Regions from separate parts of the Zea mays genome. Here all the other regions are linked to region 1. A link is a contact called in public Hi-C data. All regions are on one chromosome and are shown on one strand. The core of a region is the stretch at or near the end of the contact, and the rest is flanking DNA. Distances in the headings are between cores, read along the strand shown.

Region 1 (2,700 bases), core at 5-2,504:
TGGGCGATTCTTCAGAAAGAAACTTCAAGAAAGATGCTGCTGGAAGGAAGCTCCCTTCTCAGAAGAATGGTTAAGGAGGTCTTCAACAGGAATTTTGGCTGGGCGCCGATGGATAAAAGACTGTGCAACTAACGTTGAGCGTGATGTCTGTTTGTTTTAGATGTGTGGCTTGCCTGGCTCTCGAAGGCCCTTTTGGTTCTAGGGTATTTGTTTCACAATGTGTTGCTTTTGTCTGGTCGCTGGGGCTTTGTGTGTGGTCGGCCTTGCCAAAAACTGGTTGGTAGTGGTTGCAGTGGTTGTGCGGTATGACTTTTTTGTCAGAAACTGTAGTGATCCACCTTAGGCCTGGATGGCTTGCTTATGCTCTTTTAGTTCTATGAGCTAAGTGGTGTAATAAGTAGTTTTTTCGTTTGAATGTTGTTAAAACTGTGGTCCTATTTCTTAATGAAATAGGGGGAATCCCCTTTCTGTTAAAAAAATATAATCTAACTTATTTTGAACTGATGTTTTGTTTAAAATAAGTTAGATTATATAATCTGAGTGGATTATAATCCCAAACAAACAAGAACTAAGTAAAATCAACTGATATTAATTCAAAAGTACGGGTCTCCTAGCTGCTTGCAACCCCAAATGAGGAAGTGGAAACACTTTGCAGTTGAACAAAAAGTCGAAACGAATTTTTTTTTCCAAGGGTTTGTAACTGAAGAACAGGGTTTGAACTTGAAATTAGTAACTAGTCTACATATGGTAAGAAAGGAAACCAGATACACCAGAATGTGGAGTTCCAACAAAATAATCTTTAATACTTATAGCAGTTTAAGGTAAGTTCATAAGACTGCAGAGAACAGAAATCAACACCAAACAGTTTTCGTGTTGGCTAGCTTCAGGAACAACAATGCAAAATTCTCGTCTAACAAGGAAAAAAACAAAATTTAACATCATCGAGCAACTTAATTTGGGATTTCAAGAAAGCTTCAACGAATTGGCCAGGAGGCGGGGCAACAAAGAAGCAAGACCATACCTGGACAAGGACGGAGCAGAGGACACACGCTTGATCATGAGGAAGCAGGAGGAGCCAGAAGAACAAGAGGCTGAGAGAGGAGGAATCGACGCCAAGAAGCAGAGACCGGTGGAGCACGCCATTCTTGCTGCCCCCGCCTCCCTGGCCTCCTCTCCTCCTTTTTTACGGACGCCGGACACCGTCGTGTTCTACCCTCTAGTTTCGTTTCTTTTGCTTTCTTTCCCAAATCAGGTCGTCGTTATCCGTTTGCCTCACCGTTTTAGGTAGGGCTTCTTGACGGTCTTGGGCCGGCCCACGGCCCAAGCGGAAGATTTGAGATCACCACACCACACTCCGCGACGGCCATCGCTCTCACTCCCGCCCGCTGCCTGACTGTCCCGGCGTCGATCCGGAAGTGGGAGCTGGACTTCTGCTCGCGGTCGCGGCCCATCCTGGACGCGCGCGGCAAGAAGGTGTGGGAGCTCCTGGTGTGCGAGTGCGACGCCACGCTCTCGCTCCAGCACGCCCGACTTCCCCAGCAACGCCAACGCCATCAACAGCGTGACGCTCCGCGACACGCTGGCCTCCGTGCCCACGCCCAATCGCGTCCGCTTCGTCCGGTCCCAGACGCAGACCACCATCGCCCGCGCCTGCGGCGAGCTGGGCGTAAAGGCCGTGTCGAGCCGGCGGTGCGTGTCGCTGCTGCTGCGGCTGGAGGAGCGGTAAGAGGTGCGTGTCACTGGAGCGGAGGTACGCATTCGGTGCAGGTCTGGATTTGGATCTGCTTGGCTTCTGTTACAAAATAATGTACATATGATCAAGGCCCAGCCAACCGTCTATTTATATAGTTATTAATCCAAGGGTCAGATGCTCTTTGTACACATGTATATAAAGGAGATCTCTGCAATAAACAAGAAAACTCTGTCATTTGTCTCATCCTCTCTTTTGTCTCTCCACTGATTTGCCACTGAGCACTGCAACATATTGCAACACGTTATCAGCACTGTCTCAAGGATAAATCAAGACAAGGGAAAGAGCAAGAGTACCTTATGGAGAGATGCCCTCACAACTTGTGGAAAGCTCTCAAAGAGCGCTATGAACAGCAGAAGGAGCTCATATGGCCGTCAGCCAACCATGAGTGGAACCACCTTCGACTGCAAGATTTTAAATCTGTTGCAGAATATAACCATGCTCTTCATAGCATTTGTTCTAAATTGAAGTTTTGCGAGAAAGAGCCCTCTGAAGCAGACAAGATAGAGAAGACTCTATCTACCATGCTTCCAGAGGACAGGATATTGCATCAGCAGTATCGCTCTAGTAATTTCCAGAGATATTCTCAACTCATGCACACATTGACCCAAGCAGAAAAGCATCATGAGCTTCTTCTAAAGAATGCTCAGCAGCGCCCTCCTGGGTCTGCCCCTCTGCCTGAGGTACATTTCAATGTGCATAAGACTGAGAATAAGAAAGGATTCAAGAAAAACTTCAAGAATCCTCCTGGACCTCGCAAATTCAATAAGAACAAATTCCACAAGAAAGGTAAAGTAAAAGGAAAAGGAAATGGCAAGCCTCTACCATCTAAGGGCAATAGAGCTTGCCTTAAATGTGGTACTGAGGGCCATTTTGCTAGGGATTGCACTTGCCCTAAGCACCTTGTTCTTTTGTATCAACAATCCCTAAAGAAGCCAAAGTCTCATAAG
Region 2 (2,700 bases), core at 11-2,510, 150 kb after region 1:
TCTAGCATATAAGCAAATAAATGAACTTGTGAGTGCAGAGAAACAACATAAACAAAGCACTTATGTGGAGTTTGTTATAAAAAAAAAGAAAAACAAAGAAGTATAGTGAAAGAAAATATTTCATAAGATAAGTCTATTTGCATAACCAAACTGAAATGGGAGATTACTTCCACAACAAAGACTGGACTTCATGAATCATGGCAGAGTAAGAAAGATTAGTTTTTTTCTCGATCTGAAGAGTTTGTTAAGGTTTGTAGATGCTAGATGGTGAAATGGATAATACAGTAAGAAGTTAGGATGAAACAAGACTATTATATAAATTACAATCAGCAATATACATAACCAAAATTTGTGAAGGTTAACATATGGTGGAAGCTAGAAAGACAGTAACAAATGCAGATTAGTAAAAAAGACAGAACATTCATATTTGAGGATGCATATGACGGTGTCATAATAGGTGGGGCCAATGATAACTAAAAAAAACAGAAGTTCCATGGTATATTGAGGAAAAAAACAGGAATAAGAATAACTTGAGACAATATCATTATTTCAATCTAACATGCGCCAAATTGGACATGTATATAAGATCTAATGCCAGAAATCTCATGCACGCTATGTTGTTTCCCCTCTACTTTCCCTGTGTTGTTATGATTCAGAATTGATACCTACGATGCGTTCCGTTCCACTGATTTCTGGAAATATGCCGATCAAATGTTTGAACACAGTGTTGTTATGATTCAGAATTGATACAAGCCTACAATGTGTTCTCGTCAGTCTTATAGGAGACGCGGCAGCAAAACGTATCAAACGGCAACCCTAACCACCCTGAATCTGCAAACGCGGATGAGATACATCCTCGCATTTCTGCCCAATGAAAACGAGAGAAGAAGAAAAAAAAACATATACGATCCTACGATGTCTCGCTTCTCCGCCACCAATCCGGCCGGGAACAGAGCGGAGGGCATGTACCGGCGGCGCCCTGACGTCGGGCACGCAAGGCCAAACCTAAACCGTAGTAACGAGCGCCAGCCGCAACGAGAACCAGCAGACGGAGCGGAAGGGTCTCCTCACCTCCGCCATCTTGCTGAAGGAGGAGGACAAGGGGTCGAGACAGCGGCGTGTTCGCGGCGGAAGGCGGAGCCGCGGAGGGAGGTGGTGGCGATGGCTGATTGTAATCGGGCACTCGGCTGCTGGTCGGGTCAACCACGATGGCTTCCGCGAGCCGCCCCTGAAGGCTGAGAAGGAGGCGAGAAAGACCGGAGCCCAGCGTCCGAAAACCGCGGCTCTTCTGGCCCATCTGGTCCGCCAGCACAATACCAAGCCCTTCCAACAGACCGCGTGGCCCAGCTCAAAACCAGGCCTGTTGATGCCGGATTCCTTAGGATGGGCCTCTAAAGGCCTGCTTGGTCGTCTAGGCTCATGTGTACAGACAGATAGATAGATAGATAGATAGATAGATAGATAGATAGATAGATAGATAGATAGATAGATAGATAGTAGATATTAGGTAGATCAGGCGTACGGGCACGGAACACGACAACGAACACGCAGGAAAATTTGGACTCTGACGAGTCGATCTTGTTGCGTAGTATATGTGCTTCTTTTGGTGAACGCTGATCTGCAGTGTCGTGTGACTTGAGTGCCCCTTTTGCGTAGTATATGTCCTGATCTCCTCGCAGTCAAAGAGAGACGGAAGCCCCTTTTGACCTCCTTCCAATACAAGGATAAGGACGTCACATAGCGGGATCCAACGACACGTGGACACGCCTAGCGTCGCCACCTCCGCACGGGACGGGCCTCATCCGCGGAGCGCGGAGAACGGCACGCACGTCCAGGTCTCCGGACCAGGACACGAGGCCCAGCACCACCCACTGACCCACCCATCCGCCAGCAAGAAAGCGAGACGCTGCGGCGCGCGGGCGGTGGGTCCCACCTGCCAGGAACGCAAAGGAACGGAACGTGAAGAACGGGGTCCACCGCATCCGTGGCCGCTGCCGTGCCGAATCCGCGGACAGAGCGGTGCGGTGGACCTGGTGCCACCGCCTCTATCTCTATCTACGCGACCCGGATCCGATAGAGGGCCTATAAATAAACGACCTGGCCCATCCCTCCTTCCTCATCACACAGCGCCACCGCGTGGTTCGTTAGGAAAGGAAATCGATTCCCCCGCATCCGATCTCTTCGGTGCTAGAGAAATATAGGCCGCCGCCTCCTCCTCATTCGGTGAAAGGTGGGCGGTTAGGGTTGGGAGATCTCTTGACTCACGACACGAGCAGCAGAATTCGTCGAGGGCCGCTGGTTGCTGCGAGAGGTCCGGGCCTTCGTGGGATCTGTAAGAATCTCTTGCTCTCCATACATGTTCTTGTTGTGCGATCTGATCCAGTTTGATGTTCGTTTTTTGTCTGGTATTCGATTATGCTGGGATTTCTAAGAAACCCTAATCCCAGTTTGATGGTTAGGGAAGTAATAATTACTTGATTTGTGAAAGGGGATTAATTTGTGAAGGAGAATGGGGTGCCTATATTCCTTCACTAGGACTCGATTTTTCGTTTCGTTGAGAATCTTGGATAGCCCTCTGGCGTCTGGGTTTCTAGTTTCTTCGGTTGCGTATCGAATTCTTTGTCCAGCCCATAACTTTGATATGGGTTGTCTGCGTAGTATGGATTATTGATTTCTCAATTATGCCTAGTATTAGTTTAT
Region 3 (2,700 bases), core at 134-2,633, 230 kb before region 1:
TTTTAGTGCTCTCAAAAGCTTTTTCCCCTCCCCTTTCTCTCTCTCTCTTTTTGGTGACATCTTGTTGGGTTTCAACTCTAGCCTACCCCAACTTGCTTGGGACTAAAAGGCTTTGTTGATGTTGTTGATGTTGATCTTCAATTCTTCATTAACATGAAACATGAAAATAATTGCACAGTTGCAAGTGTACTAGATGTCTGGATTAAATTACAAATGTTCAGATAGACACTCTCTAATCTTTAGAAAGAGATCATGCCTTTCTTCTAAAAAGACAACGGATGATAACAACTCACAGGCCTTTAAAAAGAAAGAAGAAGCTCAATTTAGCCTGCAAGAAATTAAGAAAGCAGCCAACACATAAAGAGGAAATTTTAAGATAGACCTGTTAGTTGTCTTGAGCTTGATACTACTAACAAGATGTGATTGTCTATTAGTGAGGCTAACTAGATAATATCAGGGCAACATGCGTACTGGTAAGTTAAAGCACTTGCCAACTTATCATGCAGAAGCCCAAGCCCTACCAAACTAGGCCTCAGGGACTTGTAATTTAATGTGAACATAGTACCGCTGCTTTTTTTCCCCTTCTATTTCTCAAACAGCATATGCATCACTAAAAAAATTCCGAGATTGTCAAGGAATAAACACAAATCTAATAAAACCTATTCTACTCAGCAAACAAATAGTTCCCTTATTGATTTCTATACATACATACCATATCACATGACCACTAAGTGGAGCACAGGCTTCTCTATTGTTGTTTTACCACTAGTAGGCACTATGCTCAATACGAAACTATCATACTCAAAACACAAATTGTTTAGCATGCATGTATAGGAGCTAGCAAGCGACAGCATGAAGTCGTATATGCTATCAGCAGTACGATAGAGGCAACTCGGGGGGAAATCATACCCGCAGAAAGACTAGCTTAGTGCTTCCGCTATCAATAAAAAATAAAACGAGGTTAGCACTATGCAACGGCACCGCATCTCACCTCTTCAGAACCCCAAACGTGCGGAACTCGTCCTCAATCTCCCGCGCCGTGACACGCGGATCCAGGTTCCCAACGAAGACGCGAGCCATGAGTTCAGCCTGCAAGAGTGAAACAATCCGAACAAAAAAGTCACTGAAATCCACTCCAAGCGGAGCGTAACCAAGCCCACGAGAAAACCCAAATTCCTCACGAATTAGACCAAAACGGAGAAGAAAAACGAGGCGCGCTGGCCTAGGAACCAGAAGCAATGGGGGATCTAAAGCTTACTTGCCTTCGCGAGCGAGTTCTCTCCGGGTGATTTGAGATTTGTGTCGCTAGCGCGACCGGGCCGGCGGCTCTAGGGTTTATGTTCGAGCCGCGGCAGCGGGGTGCGTGGAGGGCTGGGAAGTGTTTTGGGCGGAAAGGAGTTGACGAGTCAGGCCCTGGCTGTCAATTCAGGGGTATTTTCCAAAGTCCTAGGGGCAACAAAATCAAAATACGTAAATAATCATTCAGTAACTAGTATAAGTAATTTATGAAGTGTTTAAATTAATTAGACCATTAGTTATATATTTGATGTGGATTTACACCTAGTGTTTAGTTAAATTTATATACATCTCACTACTCAGTACTTATACACACCCTTGTTGTTAGAGATGGCAACGAGTACAAGCCTATTGGGTTTTGCTATCTCAAACTCGTACCTGTGAAAAATATCTATACCCATTAAAAAACTCGTACCTATGACGGGTTTGAAATTTTACCCAAACCCGTATCCATCGGGTTAGCAGGTACCCACGGATTACCGGGTAATTTCTCTAATATGCTTGTTCTTCTCATAATTAATAAGTATTGTATTGATTAATGAGATCATGGTCCAAAATTTATGTGATAAACACCAAGCTCATGATTTGATATAAAATTATTAGTAGAGAGAATGGAATACAAATAATAAGTTGTATAATCAAGTGACCTTGCACTAAATTATCCATCCACCACATATATAACTCTAGTAAAAACTATAATAGCAACCAAACAACACTCTCACCAACTACTTATACATTCACCATTTGATAAAAAATAAGAAGTAAATAGGGAGATAACAAGTTTGTTGTTCGTTTATAAAATAAAATGACAATATGTACTAGGTTTGGTCGGGTTTAAAAAACACACAGGTTCACCGGTTTGGGTACTGTAGGAACAAACATGAACCCATCGGGCATAGATTTATGCCCATTAACAAACTCATGGGTATGAAAATTGACTCAAACTCGTACCCTAATGGGGTAAAACCCATCGGGTTTCGGGTACACATTGTCATCTCTATCCTGAAGGAGCTTTGTTGTGTTCCTGATGATTGAGAGTTGTGCCGATGCCCTTGAGTATGACTTCCCCTGTCTTCACTTGAGCTGGGATTATGGATCGTCCTAACATACCTTGGGTGGAGTCTTCCTCCGAAGCCCCTGGTCATCTCAGAGTATCTGCAGGCTTCTTTCCTTCTTTGTCGGAAGTCATTGTCGGCTCTGATGTACCTGTCCATCTTCTATAGAAGCTTCTCCAGAGTTTGTGGGGGATTCCTGGCGAAATACTGCACTGTTGGTCCTGGTCGAAGTCCCTTGATCATAGCTTCAATGACAATCTCATTTGGCACTGTTAGCGCTTGAGCTCTAAGACGCAGAATCCTTCGGACATACGCCTGCAAGTATTCCTCGTGGTCCTGTGTGCATTGG

The links. A called contact is a pair of places that touch in the nucleus more often than the background predicts.
Region 2: a Hi-C map of leaf shows a contact between it and region 1, with 5 times the contacts expected there. The contact joins the promoter of LOC100272303 here to the promoter of LOC100193062 in region 1. A contact is called at or near these places in 6 of 25 Hi-C or Micro-C datasets (bundle sheath, ear, endosperm and 2 more).
Region 3: a contact with region 1 is called in a Hi-C map of leaf, with 3 times the contacts expected there. The contact joins the promoter of LOC100273521 here to the promoter of LOC100193062 in region 1. A contact is called at or near these places in 3 of 25 Hi-C or Micro-C datasets (all in leaf).

The regions. Positions count from the first base shown.
Region 1 is chr4:140,995,455-140,998,154 of Zm-B73-REFERENCE-NAM-5.0, forward strand. LOC100193062 reads right to left here and starts at 1,255. Exons shown (of 5, transcript NM_001138228.2): 1 at 1,022-1,255. The coding sequence starts at 1,143.
Region 2 is chr4:141,149,601-141,152,300 of Zm-B73-REFERENCE-NAM-5.0, forward strand. LOC100272303 (cytochrome c oxidase subunit 6b-3) reads right to left here and starts at 1,261. Exons shown (of 4, transcript NM_001310032.1): 1 at 1,072-1,261; 2 at 1. The coding sequence starts at 1,080. It overlaps LOC100283320 (S-adenosylmethionine decarboxylase proenzyme), which reads left to right and starts at 2,089. Exons shown (of 3, transcript NM_001156222.2): 1 at 2,089-2,332.
Region 3 is chr4:140,764,794-140,767,493 of Zm-B73-REFERENCE-NAM-5.0, forward strand. LOC100273521 (splicing factor, arginine/serine-rich 7) reads right to left here and starts at 1,384. Exons shown (of 5, transcript NM_001367444.1): 1 at 1,263-1,384; 2 at 992-1,089. The coding sequence starts at 1,080.